Regions from separate parts of the Mus musculus genome. Here region 2 is linked to region 1. A link is a contact called in public HiCAR-type data. All regions are on one chromosome and are shown on one strand. Each heading gives the region's core, a stretch centred on a gene start, on an enhancer-like site or on the middle of the called end of the contact. The rest is flanking DNA. Distances are from core to core; before and after follow the strand shown. Region 1 overlaps Dmd (dystrophin, muscular dystrophy). Region 2 overlaps Dmd (dystrophin, muscular dystrophy).

Region 1 (4,418 bases), core at 1,093-3,592:
ATTTAGGTTTTATCTGAGTGTTGACAGCATAGGCACCATTTGAATCTAAATCTCTCTCCTAACTTCTATGTCTACTAAATGGTGTTAAAATTATCAGAAATCCAGAATGTATAAAATTGAACTCACAGCTCCCCTGAATGGTAAAACAATTTATATTTTAATAATTTCCATTTGCATCTAACACAGAACTTGCCAAGCCAAGAACATGAATATTTGAGTTTTTAAAAATATAAATCTCATTCTTATGTCCATGCATTTTTTAATGGTGCTATTGTTCCCATATGCCACAAATATCCACAAATCTTGGTCTCATGCTTTTCCTAAGTTCCTGAACTGTTATAATAGCTTTTAGTGTTGCTCTTATCTAGTCTATTTGCTGCTATTTATTTAGAGAAACCTCTCCAAATCTCAGGCATAGCCCTGGTCCCAGCCTCTTGAAAACATTCTAATCGTTTGCATATCCTCTGCTATATTACTTCTCTTGTAGCTGTAACAGAATATCCAAACAAAAGCAACTCAAGGAAGGGTTTACTTTCACTCTTCTTTGAACATACAGTCCATCATGATTAGGAAGCCATGGTAAAAAGAAGTTTACATAGCTGCTCATTTGGGATCTTTAGCTGGAAAGCTGAGGAAAGCAAATCCTGGCTCTCAGTCTGCTTTATATTCAGTCCCTCACTCCAGTCCATGGAAGGGCAGTGCCCATTGTATGGTGCATTTTCCCATCTCAATTTAAATAATCTACATAATCCCTCACAGATACAGCTAAAGGTTAAGCTAAGTCAAATAACCCCTCACAGATAGGTTTGGACCCTGTTTCCTTAGGTGATAATAAATCCTGTGATGTCAACAAATCAATAGGAACCATCACATCTTCCAATTAAATATTATTGATTCTTATACTTTCAAAAGCATACAATTTTATTTTGATTCTCCTCCTGTAATTCTACCATAACATATCCTTTGGCAACTACTTATAAGTCTAACTCAGTGCTTTAGATATCCTTTAGAAGCTGCCTTGCTTCAAGCTTTTTAAACCTTATGGGACATAGAACATTAGAGACTGTGTAATCTGACTTAGAAAGATTAGTCACAAGAAAGAGTTATAGTGATTCTTCTCCTTCCCTCATTGTGACCAGTTATTCTAACTAAATCTTGGACTGGTCTAGTAATAATTCCAGTATTAGAGATTCCTAGCAAATAAAATAGAAAATAGCTAAAATCTTAATTACCTAGCAAAGTTAATTTGGAGCACAGCCTCCACTCCCAGAGAAGTTGCAGCCCTGCTGCAATTCTTAAAGCCACTCCCCCACACCAGGAGCTCTAAGTCTAAGCTTGAACGTTGCTAATTTGCAATTGAATGGAGTACCTGGGCTTCAGTAAAGAAGCTTTTGTACTATTGCTTTTCACTGTCTCAACTTTGTTTTTCAAGCAGGTTAGTCAACACCCCTCAGACTGTAGCGGGTGTGCACCCTTGCCTCCAACAGCGCAGGTGGTAGTTATTAATCTTCATCAAGAAGCATTCTAAGTACATATTGTTGCTTTGGTCTGAATTGGGAATAAGGTGTGCTAATGAGGGCCGGACAGTCAATGATGGACATCCAGATCTCAGAACCATACCAATCTAAGACAGAGGTACATGCCAAAAGGCCATGGCTGTTGATAACACACCACAGAGCCATGTTTTATGTGAAATATAACACAAACAAGCTGCACCTAGCCTCCAAGACAGAATTGGATGGTTTGGGAAGAACTAAGATTTCCTAAGACAGGCACAGCCGCCAACCACCATAACTCCCAGGTAGGACTATAGAGCATAAATAAATTTTATGCCTCAGTCCAGTTTTTTTTAATATTAATAACAGCGAGGAAATTGTAATCTCCCCCAGCCTGAAGCAGGCTGAGCCAGACCTTGACCTTGCTGCCACTAAGGAGATTACCTAAAGTGGAGCCTTCCTCCCTAGATTACTCTATTGTTCGGCCATTGCCAATGCCACCTTTCCTCCGGCTGAGAGGCCCCTGAGCTATTCTGGAGACTACACCCTATCCTGCATGTTGTCACCTGCAGCTGGTTCCAGGCTCCAAGGATGAATTGGCGGGAATGGGCCTCCCTCCACAACACACTTTATAAGCGCATTTGAAATTAAACATTTGAGTCTTGATCAGGAACCTTGTCTTAGCTCCATTTTTCTCTCCACCGCCTAGTTTCCCCTCTCTTTTCAGCCTCAGCTTGCCTCCCTTTTCTTGTGAGACACAGGGGGGGTTTCAACACTGGGGTTGAGGTTTTGTCTTGTAGGATCTATTGTAATGCTAAGTGCAGGCCGTGAAGAGCTGGTGTCTGACCCAGCCTCCATGTTAATTCTTCATGGTGAATAAAGATGCTGACAGCCAATAGCTACAGAGAAGATACATAGGTGGGGTTAAGTTTTGCTGGGTTTGGGAGAAGCAGAAGGAAGCCTCCAGGGGAGACAAGAGGAACGTGCTGAAGAGAAGAAAAAAACACCATGGGTTAGCTGAGCCATAACAGCATGGCCATGAGGGGTAGCCAATTAGAGCTAAGAACAGCCCAGATGAAACACAGTAAGTAATATTTTGGGTTATGGATAGGAAGGTAGAATCTAACAGGATGCAGAGTAGATTTTAGGAATGCAAACAGTCATACTCAGAGAACTTTGCCCATAAATGTAGCCATGCATTGGACGTGGCTTTTTTATCACACTGATGGTGACATCTTTGTTGCTTCTTAGTACATATTTTACCTTTCTCACTAGTTCATAACTTAACATCTACTCGGTTTACATGGTAGTTTGATATATATTTGGGGGAGTTATTTACCTGTGTAAATGTGCAAACCATAAAGTTAAAAGAAAACCTAGATGTGATATTTAACATTATCATCTCTCAAACTGTGAACAATGATCAGATTTCATGTGATACAGAAATGATCAGCTCTTTGTAGATATACCTAAAAGTGCCTCAGTAAGTAAGTATATGGAACTCATTTTCATAAAATTAAAAGAATGTAACATTTAGTTATCTACTTTTCATAGTGTTTGGCTGCTAGGACAGGAAAATATCCTCCAAGGTAGGGGCAAATTTTCCAGACTCAGTGTTACAATCATTACTAACCCTTTTAGCAAATGATTGTGGAACACTAACAATAGTTTCACAAATTGTTGCAAGCATTTTCTTTATTTCCATCATGAATTGCTTTTACAAATTTCCCTTTTATGTATGTAAGTGGTACTATTGGTTTTGAATAACTATTAGAACCACCTAGGATTATAACTATTCTCTCTATGAAGAAAGGTAAAATATAAATGTATCTCATGGTCTATGTTTACTTTATTAGGTAATAATGTATCAGCAAGACTTTATTTTAAAGGGACATCAGGAAACGGCAGTTTGTGGGCTAAGTCTGTTCCAACGTCCAGATTTATAATTAAAGATTTATTGGAACACAATCACATTTGTTCATTTAGAAGCTCTCTAGGGTTGATTTTGTACTTCAGTAGTATAGTTAGATCATTTTGGCTGACTTTTTTTTCACCTAAAATCCAAGAATAATTACTATCTGGCTTTTCATAGAATAAACTGAAAATTTCTGCTTTAGAACTTTTAGTTGAAATGATGTTATTAATCAATATCTGAAATAGTGATTTTAAAAAGCACTACTCTACTCTTTTACACTATAAAATGGAGACATTTTTATTCACCTCAAATTACATCTTCCTCGATTCAAAGGCTGTTATTGGATAAATCAATTCCTAAATTTCACTATTGTAGTTAAAAGAACAATGGAGTAGAGATAGAAAGTAAAAGTCTTCCGTTTTGAGTTTCCTCAAATTCAGTTTCTGCAATTGCAGTAAAATAATTTTTGTTCTTTAGAGTCATTTTAAGGATCAAAGCAGTCAATAACAGAAATATATAAAGAACTTAACATTTGCGATCATACAGATCTTAATGTTTATTTCCATCTTGAGTTTCACTAACTATAATCATAACTTCTTTAAATTAATATTCATGTGTAATATGACCAATGTCATTCATTTAGTTATTCTGCTACCATTACTTCATTCCTCTGTTAACATGGCTTACTATGGGCCATAGCTTTTCTGTCCAGGTTTGTCTACTCATTTATTTCACTCAACCTACTTGTACCAACTGTATTTACCACAGCATCTTTTACTAGAACACTTCAGCTTTAACCACATAGGGAAAGTAAATTTAAACCTAGATGTGTGTTTCATTGGAACACTAGCTAGCAGAGATGAATAATAGCCTAGTGCCTTTTCATACTTTTGGAACAAATAAATGCTAAGAAGTAGTAATTAGAAGTAACTAACTGGTCGAAGTTAGAGATAAAAGGTTAAGTAAGTGGGTTGGCAGGGACATAGGATATAAAACAGCAGGGCTGG
Region 2 (4,418 bases), core at 1,324-3,823, 630 kb before region 1:
GAGGAGATAAAGAAAGATCAGAGCTCCTGTATCTTGGAAACCTAAAACATGATCTGAGGGTAAAAAATTTAGGACACCAGAGGAATGTCATGTTCAATTAATGGGGCAGGGACAACAAAGAGATTGGAGCAGAGAGTGGGCGAGCCTCACAAGACACATATCAATTTATGTACCCAAGAACTCAGAAATTAAGACATTTCAGGTTCCTTTGGAAACTGAAAATACATGGCTTAAATATAAATCTCAGAGCCTTAAACACCTATCCTCCAAACCCCTGCAGCCAAGCATCCTGGCCACCTGCTGCTTAACTCTAAGACTGAAGCAGATGTACAGTACCTCCCAGGAGAAATGACATTAAAGGGTGGGGGAGGTCAAGGAATAGAAAGCCAAGATGAGCACCTGCGAATTCAGCACTATGAAAAAAAGTAAATCTTTAATTTCACTTCCTGCCATTTTCCCTTCTGTCATCTCATTAAAAAAACACTATGCTATACACACACACATTGTGTCATATGCTACCCATGACTCCACCAGAAGAAACTCGATGTACAGCAAACTCTCCAGCCATTAAATTGGATAACTCTGTCATTCTTGTTTGTCAACATCTGTTTTTATTTTGTTTTTGTCTATTTGGGGTAGGGGTGGGTTATTTTCCATGGTCCTGGGAATTGGTCCAGGGATTTAGTCATGATCAGCAAGTATTGTGCATCTACATCCATAGCCCTGCCATCACTTACTGTCTTGTTGTCCCTGGTCTAAGGCTGCACCAAGTTAACTCTTTTTCATTTTACTTGACAAGGAACTTACAGTCACAGAGGCCATGACCACCAGTGCAAGAATGACACTGTGCATCTTCTTTGGCTTAAAATTGTCAGTCACTGTTGTCTTGGTTTTCTCAATGCTAAAAACATAGGTAGCTCATTCAATTCAGGGACTCCCAAAACTACATGGGCCTGTAAATTTTCCCTAATCTGCTTTACCTCCATCCTGAACTTATTTAATTATCTGTACTACTCTCTTTCCAGAATAGACTACATCCCAGTTTCTCCAAGACAGAGCCAGTATAACTAATTTTCATTCTCTATAATAAAGACATTGATCAAACAGGACCAGAGGAGATGGACTTTAATCCCAGTACTTGTGAGGCAGAAGTGGAGCTCTTTGAGTTCAAGGACTGTGGTTTACATAGCAAATTCTAAGCCAGTTAGAGCTACATAGCAAGAGCCTGTCTTAAAAAATGTATAAATGAATAAAAATAAAAAGGAATGATCGAATATGACTTAGACTTAGTTTGTATACCTTTTTAAAGCTTTCTATAACCAAATTTCACACATGATTTTTTTAATGTTGTGCCCTAACTTTTTTAGACTGCACGAGCATATGGTTGACACCACCTATTTTGAATTTACCATCCTCTTTCACAGTTGGAGGATTTGCAGAAAACTTGCTTGAAATGATGAAAATAAACAGCAGTAAATTTCCTCATCTGCTTTAATGCTAACATTATCTTGCTGCCTTTCCAGATTTACAATCTCAACTAAATTTTCTAAATTGCTAGCGTTCCTCCTTTGCCCTCACCTTTTCAACTTACTTATTTCTAAGTTGTTATCTCCAAATATGATGCTTCTCCTGAAATGCCAACTTCATTATTTCAGAGGTAATCAACCAATAGACTAAAGACTAGAAAGACCAGAAACTGATTTTTTTTTTTGATCTTTCACTAGTGGGCTAATGGTAGATCACCTGCACAACCATCTTTTAATCATAGAATGATTTACATAAATATTTAATGAATTTCCATTGTTTAAGTCTCTGAAAGAACCTGTAAATCTGACAACTGGCGCCTACATTCATGCATGACAATAGTGGGCCTTCAGTTCCCAGAGAAGCTTTTCAGGATGCCCCAGTTCCCATCTGGCCACCTTCAGTCATTTAAATTTACAGCTTGGCTCTGGGAGGGTCTTCTTCTAACCTCTAGTCCAATGCTTTGCTCCCTCCAAAGCAGCACACTTCTCTGTGGTTAGTTTCTGTTTTGTTTTTTTGTTTTTTGTTTTTCCTTACTCTAGAGTTCTTCCAATAACTAGCTATTGTCTGGTTTTCATTCAAACTGCTCTATGAAAATTGTCAGAGTTTTCCCAAACCTTTTCAGCTATCAGATTTTTAGACGTCATCTTTTACATTGGAAGGGAATGGTTGTGTCATCAAAATTATTACCTCTATCCAGTCTCCCTGTACAGATGGACATCCACCTTCAGTCTCCCAGTAGTATTTCATTAAGTGGAAATTATATAATTTACAATATTCAATTAAGTGATTTTTAAACACATCATTTGGGTCTACATTAAGGTTAAAAATTTAGATTTGAATCTAGAAATCTGGCTGTGCTAAGGAAAAACTAAACAAAGGAACCAGCCAAACAGTTATGGGGCAGGGGATGCACTTCTTTTCTTCTCCTCAGTTTTTCAAGACAGGGTTTTCTCTTTGTAGCTGAGGCTTTTCCTGGAACTTACTCTGTAGGCCAGGCTGGCCTTGAACTCAGAGATCCGCCTACTCTGCCTCCTGGAGTTCTGCAATTTAAGGCTACTACTTCCTGCCTGGCTGGGACCTCAGTTCTTACCCTTGCCAGAAACAAGAATGTCCTTGGTTCTACCCTGGCTGGATGCCAGAAATTCCAGAACTGTTTGAGGACTCTAGTTCCTCCTGTGTGTGTGTGTGTGTGTGTGTGTGTGTGTGTGTACTTCACAGCTGCCTGGAAGCTAGTCCTGGAGGTATGACTGAAAGTTCAGTCTAGATACTTGGGATGAAGAGAATTGGACACCTTGTGGGTAGACCAACTGCATTGACCAATTCATAGCCTTCCCCATCCTCCATATGTCAACCAAGAAAAGTCTTTACTAACTCCTGGACAATGAACCTTTGTGGCAACTCTTCTTGGAACCTGCTCTCATTCTAGAGGAACTCAGCTCCATTCCTTTCAGCTCTTACCTATAAACCTCTAGTAACACACTTTCCCTGTAAAACTCATTCAGAGAGTTATGGAGACAAAGGATTGGGGAACCACTAATAAGGGCAGCTTTATTGACCATTGATTTTCTGGGACCCTAGATCCCTTTTCCTTCCCTTTCCCTAAGCCATAGTCCACTGAACTAAGAAAAATGGTATTGTTCTCAGAGACCCCATAGTTAAGGTAAGAATAGAGTTAAACAACAGCAAGAGTGGGAAAGAAGAAAAGTTCATCCAAGACTACTAAAAGAAAGAGGGTGGGGAGGGGGAAGGAGGGAGGAGGGGGGAGTGGGGAGAGAGATCTAAATATATAACTCAGTTCAATTCTGAATATCAGTAAGGACATGAAGGAGTTTCCAGCCAAGGAGCACAGTGGGAGGCAGTACTTGGAAATTTTTCAGTAGGAAACATCAGAGATAAGAGATTCTAACTAACTCTATATAGCAGGCATCTCACAGAAGTCAGGGAAGGGTGACCAGCATACTTAGAAGCATAGAAGAGGAAGGAAAATCCTGATTGGATACTGAGAAAGCTAAGATGACAGGACAGGACTCTGAATTTTCTTAGGAAGTACACAGATGGGCTGAAGACAGAGAAGCCTTGGTAAAATGTGGTCAAGGCAAAGAATCCAGTTTCACATAAAGGGAACTTCGAGTGTGAAGTAGGCAGTATTCCAACAACCATTTTTAAAGTTAATAGAACTGAAAATTTTCCACATAAGCTGTGTTATTTATAAAACAGTGATTAATGTCTAAGCTCACAAGGCTTATTTGAGGCAATACAGAATATATAATAAAAGTCTAATCTGAAATACTGATACAGTGGCTGATACAAACAACCAAACCAAAAAAAAAAAAAAATCACATTTTTTTCTTTTCTTTTCTTTTTTTTTTTTTTTTTGGGGGGGGGGGGGGCGAGGGCCAGGGGAAGTGGGAGGGAGTGTCAATCACTACCTGCCTCTGCTTCTGGAGCATCGTGGTGAGAGGTATGTTCCTTTTTTGAGATTTTATTGGTTTTCCTGCGTATGAATGTCTTGTCTGAATGTATGTCTGTGCAACACCTGTGTACAGTGCCTGCAGAGGTCAGCAGGGAGCACTGGATCCTCTGAGATTAGAGTTACAGACAGTTGTTAGTTGTCAGGTAGGTGCTGGGAATGGAACTAGGTCCTCTGGAAGAGCAGCCAGTTCAATCACGACACTATCTCTCCAGCCTCATATTTCATTCTTAAAGAAGATAAAGACAGACATAGTGACACACATCCCAGCACTCAAGGAAGAGGCAGGGGCAGGGGCAGGGGCAGAGGCAGAGGCAGGGGCAGGGGCAGGGGCAGAGGCAGGAGGATCTCTGTGAGTTTGAGAACAGGCTTGGTTTAGTTTACATAGTAGTTACAGGATAGCCAGGGATACATAGAGAAA

What was found. HiCAR-type assays count read pairs that join an accessible place to other places.
Region 2: a HiCAR-type map of embryonic stem cells shows a contact between it and region 1, with 5 times the contacts expected there. The contact joins two enhancer-like sites. A contact is called at or near these places in 3 of 484 Hi-C or Micro-C datasets (all in embryonic stem cells), 10 of 115 datasets of contacts at active chromatin or transcription factors (all in embryonic stem cells) and 1 of 9 other capture datasets (embryonic stem cells).

What each region holds. Positions count from the first base shown.
Region 1 is chrX:84,441,130-84,445,547 of GRCm38.p6, reverse strand. All of the region lies in intron 50 of Dmd (dystrophin, muscular dystrophy), which reads right to left. Among named protein-coding and RNA genes, the nearest start is that of Gm52441, 69 kb to the left of the region's middle. Within about 2 kb of position 2,342, at least 9 of the 459 cell types and tissues checked have an H3K27ac peak or open chromatin away from gene starts, as enhancers often do. A contact at or near this core is called in embryonic stem cells, where this site is marked.
Region 2 is chrX:85,075,271-85,079,688 of GRCm38.p6, reverse strand. The region is part of intron 63 of Dmd (dystrophin, muscular dystrophy); the gene reads right to left. Among named protein-coding and RNA genes, the nearest start is that of Fthl17a, 170 kb to the left of the region's middle. Within about 2 kb of position 2,573, at least 13 of the 459 cell types and tissues checked have an H3K27ac peak or open chromatin away from gene starts, as enhancers often do. A contact at or near this core is called in embryonic stem cells, where this site is marked.